Linked DNA regions of Macaca fascicularis: region 1 is linked to region 2. A link is a contact called in public Hi-C data. All regions are on one chromosome and are shown on one strand. Each heading gives the region's core, a stretch centred on a gene start, on an enhancer-like site or on the middle of the called end of the contact. The rest is flanking DNA. Distances are from core to core; before and after follow the strand shown. Region 1 holds the start of GPR3 (G protein-coupled receptor 3). Region 2 holds the start of AHDC1 (AT-hook DNA binding motif containing 1).

Region 1 (5,721 bases), core at 2,851-5,350, 220 kb after region 2:
CCATTTCCCAGATGTGGCCCTAAAAATGAACCCCAAAACAAATCAGGGTTCAGCTGGGCGCGGTGGCTCACGCCTGTAATCCCAGCACTTTGGGAGGCCAAGACGGGCGGATTGCCTGAGGTTGGGAGTTCAAGACCAGTCTGGCCAGCATGGTGAAACCTCCGAATCTACTAAAAATACAAAAATTAACCAGCGTGGTGGCAGGTGCCTGTAATCCCAGCTACTTGGGAAACTGAGGCAGGAGAATCATTTGAACCCGGGAGGCGGAGGTTGCAGTGAGCCAAGATCGTGCCATTGCACTCCAGCTTGGGCAACAGAGTGAGACTCCGTAAAAAAAAAAAAAAAAAAAATCAGGGGTCCAGAATGCCCTAAGCTCCAGGCTTGGGAAGGAAGGAAATTGCTCACTACACAGCACAGATTCTAGAAACAGATGCTCCTGGCTTTACCATTTTTTAGCTGTTATGTCCTTGGGCCAGCCACTGTCCCTCACTCAGCCTCAGCTACCTCGTTTGTAAAATGGAGAAGACACTACCTGTGCCATGGGATGCTTATTAGGCATAAGCGAGGTGGCATGTGTGCCAGACACACAGTAGGCACCCACAATTAGAAGGACCTATTATTATTAAGGAAACACATGCTTTGAGCACATTCATCATGCCTAAGCCCCACAATGGCCAATGTGGGCAGGATGTGGGCATCCTTGACCTAGGAAGAGCCAAGCACCCAGGTTCCTGTCGCCAGGGGGAGGTAAGGTCCTTGCCAGTCAGTGCCCAGGTCTGAGCAGAGGAGCACTGACATCTGAGAGGGAGTCACCTGCCAGCCACCCTCCACCCTCTGTCCAGCTCCCCAGTTCCCTCAACAGCCCCCCCAGGCCTGGCTTGACCCTCTCATTCCAGGCCATCCTCCATCAGGCCCCACTCCATGCCCTCCACACACACATGGGGAAACATATTTATGACAAAATCATTTTTTATTGAGTTAGGTTGGAGACAGGAACAGGGAATGCACTGGGGGCCATACCCCGGTTGGCAGAGGGGTGGGGTGTTGGCTCGTGCCCCCCCCTCTTCTAGGGCACCGCAGGATGAGGCTTGGCCCCCGGGCCATGGCTGTGGCGCTGGACGCCAGGCTGGAGTGGAGCTGGGGTTGCATTCTGGTCCCAGCTGCCTGGCTGGGCTGCAGTTTTCCCCAAATGGCCACCAGAGGGCAGTCGGACCCCAGCGCAGAGGAATTTTTGGTTGCTCAGGTGATGGCTTCTTAAAAAAATAAAAAACCAGAGGCTGGTGTGTTCCCCTTCCAAACCCAAAGAGGGCAGGCCTGGGGAGAAGGCTCTGGTTTCTATGATCTCTTCGATAAAAAATAATCCAAAATAATAACAAAATACGTGGTTTCTCTTTCTCCCTTTCCCCCCTCCAGGAACTGAGGTCAGAAATGGGGGTGAGGGGACAACGGGTACCCTGGTATGGCCTGGATATCAAGGTGTGGGTATCTTTTTCCCCCCTTACCACCCATAAGTAAATTTATAAATAAATAAATCATAAATAGACACTCTCTTTGTATGTGCGCGTATATAATCTTTCTCTCTCCTATTTAGGCAACTATGTGACTAATCTCTCTGACTCTTTAGTTCAGAAATTCAAACGTAAAGTGACATGGTTAAGGTCAAGTGTGGGGGAGGAGGGACATCTGGGACTTGGAATGGCACTGTAAAACTCCCAGCATTCCGGAATTGCAAGCCAGCTGGGCTGTGAGACATTTCTGAGTAGATCCCTGACCACCTGAACATTCTGGAACCATGGAGCCAGCTGGACCCCCACAGGGATCTGAACAAAAACCTTCAAACACCCAATGTCCTAGAACTCCAGAACCAGCTGGGTCTGGGGGGTGTGGAGCTGGGGGTTTGGAAAGAAGCCCTGGAGAGCCTAACATTCTGGGATTCTGTAGTGATCAGGGCTGAAGGATCACGAAGACTCAGCTAGACATCACTGGGGGAGCGGGATCGGAAGGGTATCTTGGAAGAGGAACAGCAGCAGCAGACAGCCCACAGCACTTTCTGCACATCCTGGTTGCGGAAGGCATAGATGATAGGGTTGATCATGGAGTTGTAGGTGGCGGGGAGCAAGGTAAGATAGGTGTAGAGAGGCGGAGAGTGGGCATCACCCAGCAGGCAGTAGACAGTGAAGGGCAACCAGCAGGCGGCAAAGGCTCCAAGCACCACGGCCAGTGTGGCAATGCCCTTGCGGGTGGCCACATAGTGGGAGGCAGGCAGCAGATGCCGCTGGAGGGCAATCTGCTGGGCATGGCGGCAGACGATGCGGCAGATTTGGGCGTAGAGCTGCAGCATGATGCCAAACACCATGAAGAAGGCAATGGCCAGGACTACCAGATGGTTCTTGGAGAGTGGATAAACCACGCCACATGTGGTCAGGCCATCCAGGCAGTTCCAGGCCATCACAGGCAGCAGCCCCAGGCCCAGGGCACCTCCCCACACTAAGGCCAGCATCACATAGGTCCGTGTCACTGTTGTCTCTGAATAGTAGGTGAGGGCATTGTACAGAGAAAGGTAGCGGTCAACAGTGATGGCCAGTAGACTGCCGATGCTGGCGGTAAAGGCCATTGCCAGCACGCCAACCAACACCAGGCTCATCTCCGCTGAGCCGATGCAGAAGACAGCAGCAAAGTACAGGACCAGGCCCAGGCCTGCCAGCAGGTCTGCCACGGCCAGGCTGCCCACCAGCAGGAACATGGGGGCACGGAAGGCGGGCGTGCCCACGATGATGGCCACCACTAGTGCATTCTCGCAGGACACCAAGGTGCCTGAGATGCAGAGCACCACATCCCAGGCCTTAGGTGAGGGCAGCGGTGCAGCTGGACCTGTGGGCCCCTCTGCTGGGCCCACGCTGCTTACATTCACGTTGCCTGAGCCAGCTGAGAGCCAGGCCAGAGGGCTGCCTGCACCCCACATCATGGTACCTGTAGGAGAAAGGCCTTGTGAGAAGCTGACCAAGCTGGATGATGCGAGGTGGGGTCTGGAGGGGGTGAGGTGCCCCTCAGGATACATGGTGGGAGTCTCTCCTCAGGATACCTTATAGGGTCCCAACGCCTTATCCCCACATTCATCCCTTGGGGCTCCTCCCAGGATACCGCTGTCCTCTCCAATGCCCCCAGGCCTCTAAACAGGGGTCTCTTCCTGGGGATCCCTGTCCTAGGTGCTGCACGTCTCTTTTTCCATGTGTGTGACCAGAGGAGAGACAGAAGAAGGGGTACTATAAGCGGATGAGGGCCATAGGATCCAGGGGATGCCCCCAAAGGCTCAAGATTGGGGTAGGGAAACATCTGGAGACTGAGCGGCTCTGCTCCCTCCCATCAGAGATGATGATGCTAGCTCGTGCCTGAGTCTCCCAAACCCCTCACGATTCTCAGTACTGCCAGCCTTAGACTCCGCCCCCGGGGAATGCGCGTGAAGCTCCCACCAGCCACCACCCCGCACTCCCGCGGTAACACCTGGGAACTCAGACCCCACCCGCCACCCTCCCAGGCTTCTGTCCCTGGCTGGACCCTTCTTTCTGCCTGCATCTCTAGGTCTCTAGGCAGACCCCCCTGCTGGAAGCCCGGATCCCTGAGTCAGATGCCTTCTTCTGCCCGGACACCTGGATTTGGGGCCTGACTCCGCCTTCTGTCTAGATACCTGGATTCCCAAGTCGGACACCTCCTGCTGTTCGGACGCCTGGGTCCCTGCCCCAGACGCCTCCTGCCGGCTTAACCTCAGATGACCATCAGTCCCTCCAGGGCCTCGGGTCCCTGCAGGAATGCTCACCCTTCGCCGGGTCATCCAACTGAGCCCCAGCACTCAAGCACTTAGGCCCACGTCTGCTAACCCAGAATCGCCTAAACCCAGAATTCCCACCTGGAATTCGGACCCTGGCCGGCCGCTAGGAGTCTTCCGCCGGCCCAGTGCCCCAGCATCCTGCGTGCCCTCCAGGACCCCTAGTGTCCGCGGCGGGGCCCACTACTCACCGCTCAGGACCAGGCGCGGCCAGGCCGCGGGGAGGCTCCGCTCGGGTCCTGGCGGCGCAGGGCGTGCGTGGACCCCGAGAAGCCCCCGCGGCCGCGGGAGAAGCGGCGTGAGTCACCCCGTCCCGCCCCGCCCCCGGCCACCGGTTCGGTGACGTCAGCGGCCCGATTAGCCAATGGGCGCGGAGCGCTGGGGCGCAGAGCGCGTTGCGCGGCATAGTAATGAGGCCTCGCGCCGCCCGCTCCCCCATTCATAAAAAGCGACCGTGGCTGCGGCCCCGCCTCCTCCCGAGTCGGCCCGCGCTGTCCTTGACGCGGCGCCCTCTGCGGGCCGGGGGTTTCAGCGGCGCCGGTGGGAGAGCCTTGTAGTCTCAGGGAGGCTGCTGGGAACGTGGTGGAAGGGGACCCGGCTAGGCTGTGGGGTGATGGGACCCTTGGGTGGCAGAGAGGCTGACGAGATCCAGATGACGAAGGAAGAGCTTGTGATGGGGCTGGTTGGGCGTCCCTGGTGAGGATGACAGGGTTGCCAAGATGATGGGGCCCTGAGGTGACGATGACGGGGAGCACGAGGGAGCGGGGAGGTGGGTGGCAGTGACATTAGCATGGTGACAGAATCTTGGGGGGCGTGATGGCCGTGGGACACCAACGGTAGAGAGGAAACCCCCAGGGCAACCATGGCAGTGTGACGGTGACTCTGCAGCAGGGAGGAGTTCAGGGACCCCGGGATGGCAGAGGCGGCAGCCTGGGAACATGGAGTGTCCAGGTGACTTCAGGTCACTATGACCCTGTCAGAAGGGCTGGGGTACTGAAGCGACAGTGCTAAGCCATGAGGGCCGTGGGGCCCTGGAAGGAAGATAGCAGGTGGCCGTGGTGAGTGGGCTCCAGGGTGAGGGGCACAGGGTAGAGCGTCTGGACTGACAGTGACCAGGCAGGTAAGTTGGTGCCAGGGCAGGTCCCATGATGCTGGGGCTGGGATAAGAGCTGGGTGACGTCACTCATGTCAGCCCAATAGCGCCCTCACAGCACCGGAGGGGTGGGCCTGGCAAGATTTCAAAACCTGAATTATTTATTCAAGGATCTAGAAAGCCAGAGGGGAGGGAGTCGGGGGTGCACTTCCCCGAAGCAGGAGGAGATGGGGAGCCGGGAAGAACTTGGAAGCAGAAAGCCTGGCAGCTCAGTCCTCAGGGCAGGCCCCTCTCAGCCTCTCATTTTAGGCATCCTGATGGGTGGAGCAAGAAGGAGCTCCCTCTTCCCCAACGCCGACTGCCCTTAGTCCAGGGGAACCACTCTGGGCAGATTTCTCCAGATGTGACAGATGTGGCCAGTCCTGTGGCAGGGGGACTGACTGCTCTTTCTCCCTGTGTTTCTTGCCTTGATGCTCCCTGGAATCATGCAGGCCTGTGGGAGGGAAGATGAGGTTAAGAGGCCTGAGGATCCCAGGCCCCACTGGACATCCCCATCACAGCACTATCACTGCAGCCCCATGGTCAGCCTCCACCAGGCAGGTTTTGGGTTTGAGTGTGAGGCAGCAGAAGGTCAAGTGGCAGGAAACATGGGAAGAGGAGGGGTTGGAGCTGGAGAAGAAGATTCATTTCAGGTTGGATGTGGTGAGTTTAGGGGGCTTAGGGAGCGGAGGTGGTCAAATCTCAATTTCTCCATTTCCTAGCTGTGTGACTTTGGAGAGTTTCTTTAGCTCTCTGTGCCTATTTC
Region 2 (6,082 bases), core at 1,856-4,355:
CTCTTGGGCTCCAGCTTTGAGTTGTTCCCATCCAAAGAAGGGGAAAACCAGGGCCATAATGGCTCCAGTCCAATAGGCCTCTTGTTCCTGGATCTGCAGCTCAATAGCTTAGGATAGGCCCACAACCTCTCTAGGCCTCTGTCTCCCCTTCTTCATACTGGGCTGAACCACCCTCTAGCAGTCCACACCTCCCCTGAGGCAGCCCCAGGAGTAGGGCCAGTCCCAGAAATTCCTTATTCAGGGAGGGCCATGCTAGTCCCTACCCTATCCTGCCCTTTCCATGAGGCCCGGGGGCCTGGCTCCAGGCTGCTGGGACCTGTCAGTTATTGTCATTATTAGTGTGACTCATCATCTCTCTCACCATGCCCTTGCCAGTTTTCACAGTGCTTTTACATCTATGTGCTCAGTTAATCTTCTCAACAGCTCTGCTTCTATTTTACACACGGGAAAACTGAGACTCACACAGACTGAGGACACACAAGTAAAATCAAGATCAGGACCAGGCCTGTCTGGCTGCTACTCCACATGGCCTCTCAAACCCGACTCCACAACTTTATCTCCAGACTCTCATCTTTATTTTCTAGGGTCTAGCTACACCACCTTCTGCTTACACTGAAACAAAAGCGGCTGGAGGGAGCTGAGCCCAGAGAGGGATGGTTCAGGCGCTTCCAGAACCTGTGTCCTCTGCCTCAAGCCTCCTTTCCCTCCTGCTTGCTAACTGCTGAAGCAGAAATGGAGATTAGACACTAGGTGGCAGCAGCAGCCCACGGGAAGACAGCTTGAGTTTGGGGAGACCCCCCTCCCCAGCTCAACACAATTTGGAGAGGTTCCACGAAAAAGACCAGCCCCCAGATAACAGGGAGACTCTGCAATGCTTGGTTTCCAGTGATGATCAACACTTTAAGGGCTAACGGAATTCACCCTCACAGGGGAGGGGACGCTGAAGTAGCCTGGGGTGGGAGGGGCATCCTTGGGAAACCCTACCTAACTTCTATTTCCCTCTAACTCATAGCCATGGGTCCTACTAATCTTGCCCTCTGCATCTCATTACTTAACCTCCCCCTCCCACGCTTTTCCCAAACTCCCCTTCATCCCAGCCTACTGGGGCTCTCCACACCCCAGAAACCATCCTATATTATCCCACCCAACTCCCTCCTAAAACTTGATTCAAACTGAGTAGAGTCTTCATGTCCAGGGGCAGAATCTAATGGGTAATGGGGGAAGGGAGAGAAAGGAGGAGGAACCTGGGTCTCTTTCACCTTCCCCAACGCCAAAGTTGTCTGTCCTATAGGGGGCCAGCTAGGGCAAGGTGCCAAAGCCTCATCTATTTGCGATCACTTCAGGCCCAGGCTTTGGAGCTGCAGAATTTCTAATGACTTTAGCCACTACTTTTATGAGTATATTTCCCATTCAATGAATAAATCTTCGAACCCAAGGTCTAACTTGTCTGCAAGGAGAAGCTGCTCCAAGATGATGGTCTCTCCAGCCGGTCATGGCAGCCCCATGATGCCAAATCAATAGTGTACCGTTTAGAGCCCTAGACCTCTCCTATTACTGCTGCACACACCCTCTGCCAAGGGCCAATAGACAGTGCTCCCCAGATCCCATCTTTTGTCCTCTGGGGGTACCGGACTGCCATAGAGAAGGAGCTTGGAAGGAGTGGAGGTGTGGGGAAGATAGTGACCAGGGAGCTGCAGTTGGCAAAATGTCACCAGCTGCCTTTGTCACACACTGGCCATCACCCTGCAAGGCCAAAGGAAGAGTCAGAAACAGGGAGGCCAGAGACAAAGGCACTGCTCTAGGAACTTCAGACCTGGAGCAAGATAGACAAGGCCAGCAGACACGGAGTGTGGAACATCAGACACACAGATGAGGTGGTCCAATGAGGTGGGACCGCCGCAGGGCCAGTCAGGGCCGGCGTTGGTAGACACCTAGGACACAGGACAGGACAGCCACTATGCATTATTCATCTCCGAGTCCCCTGCAAGCCCTGCATACCTCAGTTAACATTTGTTGAATTGCCAAGAAAGGACACACAGACACAGGGAGAGAAGGTCAGTTACAGAAATGGAGGGAATCACAACTGCTTGCCATAGCCCAGGGTTTAAGCTTGTGGGGTTTGGGGTTAGTCAGACCCTGGTTCAAACCCAGCTGGGCTCAGCCACTTGCTAACCAGAAGAACCTGGGCCTCAGTGCCCCCATCTCTAAAATGGAAATAACAGCACGATTTTACCGCAGCAGTTCAGCCATCTCTGGGGGCGGTAACAAGGCCCTCAAGCAGCGCACATTCCCATCTGTGGGATAGGCTAGGGAGGGGGCCCACGAGCCAGGGGCTGGAGAACAGATGTGACCTGAAGAGGAGGTAGGTGAAAGTGCTGAGCCCAGCCCCCGGCCGCGGCAGGAGGTCAGCACCGTTCAATCTGAATCCTGCTTCCTGACACAACGCAAATGCTCAGCAGAATTCGGAAAAGGGTGTGTGTGTTCTATCTGTGGATTATCCAAGACTTCTGAGCCCTCGCCGCCCTTGGACATGTAGGAAAGCTGGGTTGCAAGGGCGAAACCCAGAGCTCGGAGTTTGAGAGGAGGGGTCACCGAGTGGGGAGGCAGCGCTGGCTGGGTCTCCTCCGCTGCCCCGCCCCAGCAGCCCTCCCGCTTTAAATACTTGCGCTTTACTCAATAAGAAACCTTTTCAGAAAAGGATAACGTCCCCAGATTGAGAGAGCCGGTCCTCTCCTCCGTCCTTTCCTCCTCACATTTAACTGGGACGCCCCAGAAAGTCGCAGCCCCTTTGGTTAATCCCCTGGTTCCCTATTCCACTCCCATTCCGCTCTCAGACCCCGCCCCTTCACTCCCACTCGCAACCTCCGCTCGAACCAGAGCCCCCCGGTGGAGACAAGGAACACGGGGACCATTCGTAACTCTTGGGGAGGATCTGCGCCCGTTGGTAAACGAGGACGCGCCCCAGTCAGACGCGCCCCAGGCACGGGGTCCCCGGGGCTCCCGGCCGCGCCGTCGGAGCACCCGGCGCGGCCCCGCCCTCCCCGCGCGCGGAGCGGCCGGGGCGGGGACTACAAGTCCCGGCGTGCCGCGCGCGCGCTCCCCCCTAGGGTTCCGGATGGTGAGCGGCGAAGGTAAGGCGAGCTCGCAGAGGCATCGGCGGCGGCGGCGGAGACGGAGAGAGGCAGGCAGGCAGGGCGAGGGCGAGAGACGGAGGGAGGGAGCGAGCGAGGCGGACCAGACAGACAGACAGGCGGGCGGGCGGGCAGAGCGAGCCACCCGCCAGGCTGCGCTCAGCCCCGCTCGCAGCGGAGAGAGCAGAAGGCAGGAGGAGGGAGGGGAGGAGGGGGAGGGAGGGAGAGAGGGAATCCAGCTACCACCACCCAAAGCCAGCGTCTGCTTTCTGTCCTCATTTCCTTTTCCCACCCAGCTTGGAGAGCAGAGAAAGGCAGAGAGAGCGAGAAATAGAGACAGTCTGAGAGACAGACAGACAGCCAGAGAGAGCGGGAGGGAGGAGGGCGGAGGAGGAGGAGCAGGAGGACTACGCGGGGCGCGTTCCCTCCCAGGTTTGCAATTGGGGGGGTGGGGGCGGGGGTGTCCAGGGCTGGGAGAGTGTGTGCGCGGCGGGAGGGCGAGGGGAGCGCAGAGAGCGAAGGAGTGATCGAGGTGGGGGGGCGCCGCGGGAGCGGGGGGCCGTGTCCAGCGGAGTTAGCGGCGGAGAATGTGAGCCGAGGCGCGAGCCATGCTGTCAGCGACGGCGGGCGGCTCAGGGCTCTTCCACGACTCCTCTCCTCAGCAGCCGGGCGCCCGCGTCGCTGCCACCGCCGGAAGACAGACGCCCCCTAAAACCCCTCGCTTGGCTCGGACCCACGGAGCCGGCAGCCCAGCACTCCGGTGAGTGGCGCCTCCTCCCCAGCCCTAGACCCCCGCTGGGGACCGGCCGGCCGGGCTCTTTTGTGCAGCGCACGGTGGGGGGGGCCCGCGTCCCCCGGTCCGGTCCGCTGGACCCGGTGGCTGCGGTGCCCGCGGTGCGATCGGTCTTTGTTTCCACCGGGGCCCGCGGCTCGGCTGGGCTCGGCTCGAAGCCTGGCAGGCAGCGCCGGGAAGGGGGAGGGGGAGGTGGACGGGGAGGGGGGGGCGGGGAGGGGGGGTTCTCGGGTTTCCTGGCCGCCCCGCGGCTCCCCCGGCTCGGGGGCGAGGTGCGCGCCCAGCGCTGCCGCGCGCCCCCTCCTCCTTCCCCCTCCCTCCGCCTTTGGATTTAAAACTGCAATTTGCTCTCCAGCTTGCTGAGAATGTGGGGGGGGGGAATGAAGGGGGGACCGTGGGAGCGGAGAACAAGGCTGGATTTTAGGATCGGCGCTGGGAAAAGGGGAGACTGCGGAGGGAGGAGCCCCTCCCCTCCAACCCCCAAATCCCTAGGATCCACTGGCTCTCGGGGAGTTGAGGGGCGGGGACCTAATGACCCGGAGGGGGTGTGGGGCGGAGGAGGGATTTGGGGGCGGCTAGGGCTGAAGGGGTTGGGCCGCGTGCCCGGTTACCTGGCGAACAAAGTCGGCTCACTTTTGCATAAATAAATAAATAATCGCCTATCAATGCGTTTCCTCTGGGGCTCTGATTGAATCGGCCCCCTCTTCCCCAGGGGGTGGGGTGCTGAGTGACAGCTGTCAGCCCCCTAGGCAGGGAGCTGGGGTGAATTGCTGAATCTCTGCTTGCTGGTTGAGGGCGCCTTCCCCTGCTGGGTCTGGGTCCCCGGGCAGAGCCAGAGGGGCAGGGGGCTGGCTCTGAGTCTAGGAAATAACCTTGTTTCCTGTTCTACAGGAAAAGGGACAGCAACCCAGAGTTTGGGGGCTGGGGATGAGGACTGATGGGAGCTTGGGGGGGTTCCCCAGCAGCCTGACCCCCCAGCCTCCTGCCAGGCGAAGGGGCCAGCTGAGGGAGGAAGGATGTGGGCCTTGCTGGCCGGAGGCGGGAGCTGGGGCTGTCCCTGAGGCGGGCAGCGGGCACAGAGCGGGAGGAGGGAGAGAGAGAAGCGGGGGCGGGAATTCTCTACCGCAGACCCTGGGGGCCAGGGCCAGATGTGGAGGGGTGGGGAGTCTCCCCTCCCTCCCAGCTTGGGGGCCCTGGGGCTGGGCTGGGAGGGGCTGAGCCTGGTGCCCTCGGTTCTGCACCAGTGCCTGACTGGCAGGGCCAGCTGAATTTGGGCCCAGGCGTCACCCTGGGAGGCAGGGCCGGACTGCACCAGCCTGGTCCCTGAGCACAAGGAGGGACCCTTGGGGGGCCTGTGCCTGTCTGGCTGGGCAGGCGTTTCCCGCCGGACCAGTTGGTGTCAGGCGGGACTTGGCCCCAGCTCCCTGGGCAGAGCTCAGGGTGTGAGGACAAGCTTTGCCTCCGGGTCAGGGTGGCCACATTTTGTCCGCTGCTGCTGTCGCCGCCGGCTGGGCGGGGGCATGTGCCTGGGCCTGGGCAGAGTCCTGCCAGGGGCATTTGGGGTGTTTCTATTGTTGGCTTGTTCCTGTTCCTTGTGGCCCGGTGTGTGTGACTGTGTGAGCTGGGGCTGTAAGTGAAAGATTACCAGTCTGTCTGTCCCCCAGCCTGGAGTGGGGCGGGGGCAGGCAGGCTGGGTTGTGGGGGGGACCCCCCAGGTGGCATGTGCATGCTGCTTGCCATCTCCCTCCTTTGAGCAGATGTATATTTATTTTTATAGTAATGGAAAATCAAACTGGATAGTAAGTTGAATTCATTTTTTTCTCCTGCTGTGTCAATAGTTGGAGTAATCCCCAGAGACTGGTGAACTTCTGGCCCCAGAGCTCCCACTCTTCAGGGGTTGCAAAGACCAGTGAGGGCATGAGCTTTGGGGGACCAGTGGCCACCAGCCCAAACCAGTGACTTGTCCTTCTTCATCCGGCTTTGGGGCAGATGCCCAGGTGGGCAGGCATTGCCCCCTCCCCAGGAATCCCCCACAGCCCAAGGTGTAGCCTGGCCTTTCTAATCTGGTCAGTGCCTAACTGTGCCCAAGCCCTCAGGGACATTCCCCTGGTGGGCTCTTTCCTCTATCTGGGCTCCCGGCCCACGTGCTGATATTTAT

The links. A called contact is a pair of places that touch in the nucleus more often than the background predicts.
Region 1: a contact with region 2 is called in a Hi-C map of skeletal muscle, with 8 times the contacts expected there. The contact joins the promoter of GPR3 here to the promoter of AHDC1 in region 2. A contact is called at or near these places in 2 of 2 Hi-C or Micro-C datasets (liver and skeletal muscle).

Annotation. Positions count from the first base shown.
Region 1 is chr1:207,684,795-207,690,515 of T2T-MFA8v1.1, forward strand. GPR3 (G protein-coupled receptor 3) reads right to left here and starts at 4,101. Exons shown (of 2, transcript XM_005544278.4): 1 at 4,015-4,101; 2 at 952-2,970. The coding sequence starts at 2,965. The coding sequence ends at 1,973.
Region 2 is chr1:207,463,186-207,469,267 of T2T-MFA8v1.1, forward strand. AHDC1 (AT-hook DNA binding motif containing 1) reads left to right here and starts at 3,106. Exons shown (of 7, transcript XM_074015362.1): 1 at 3,106-3,131; 2 at 3,794-3,891.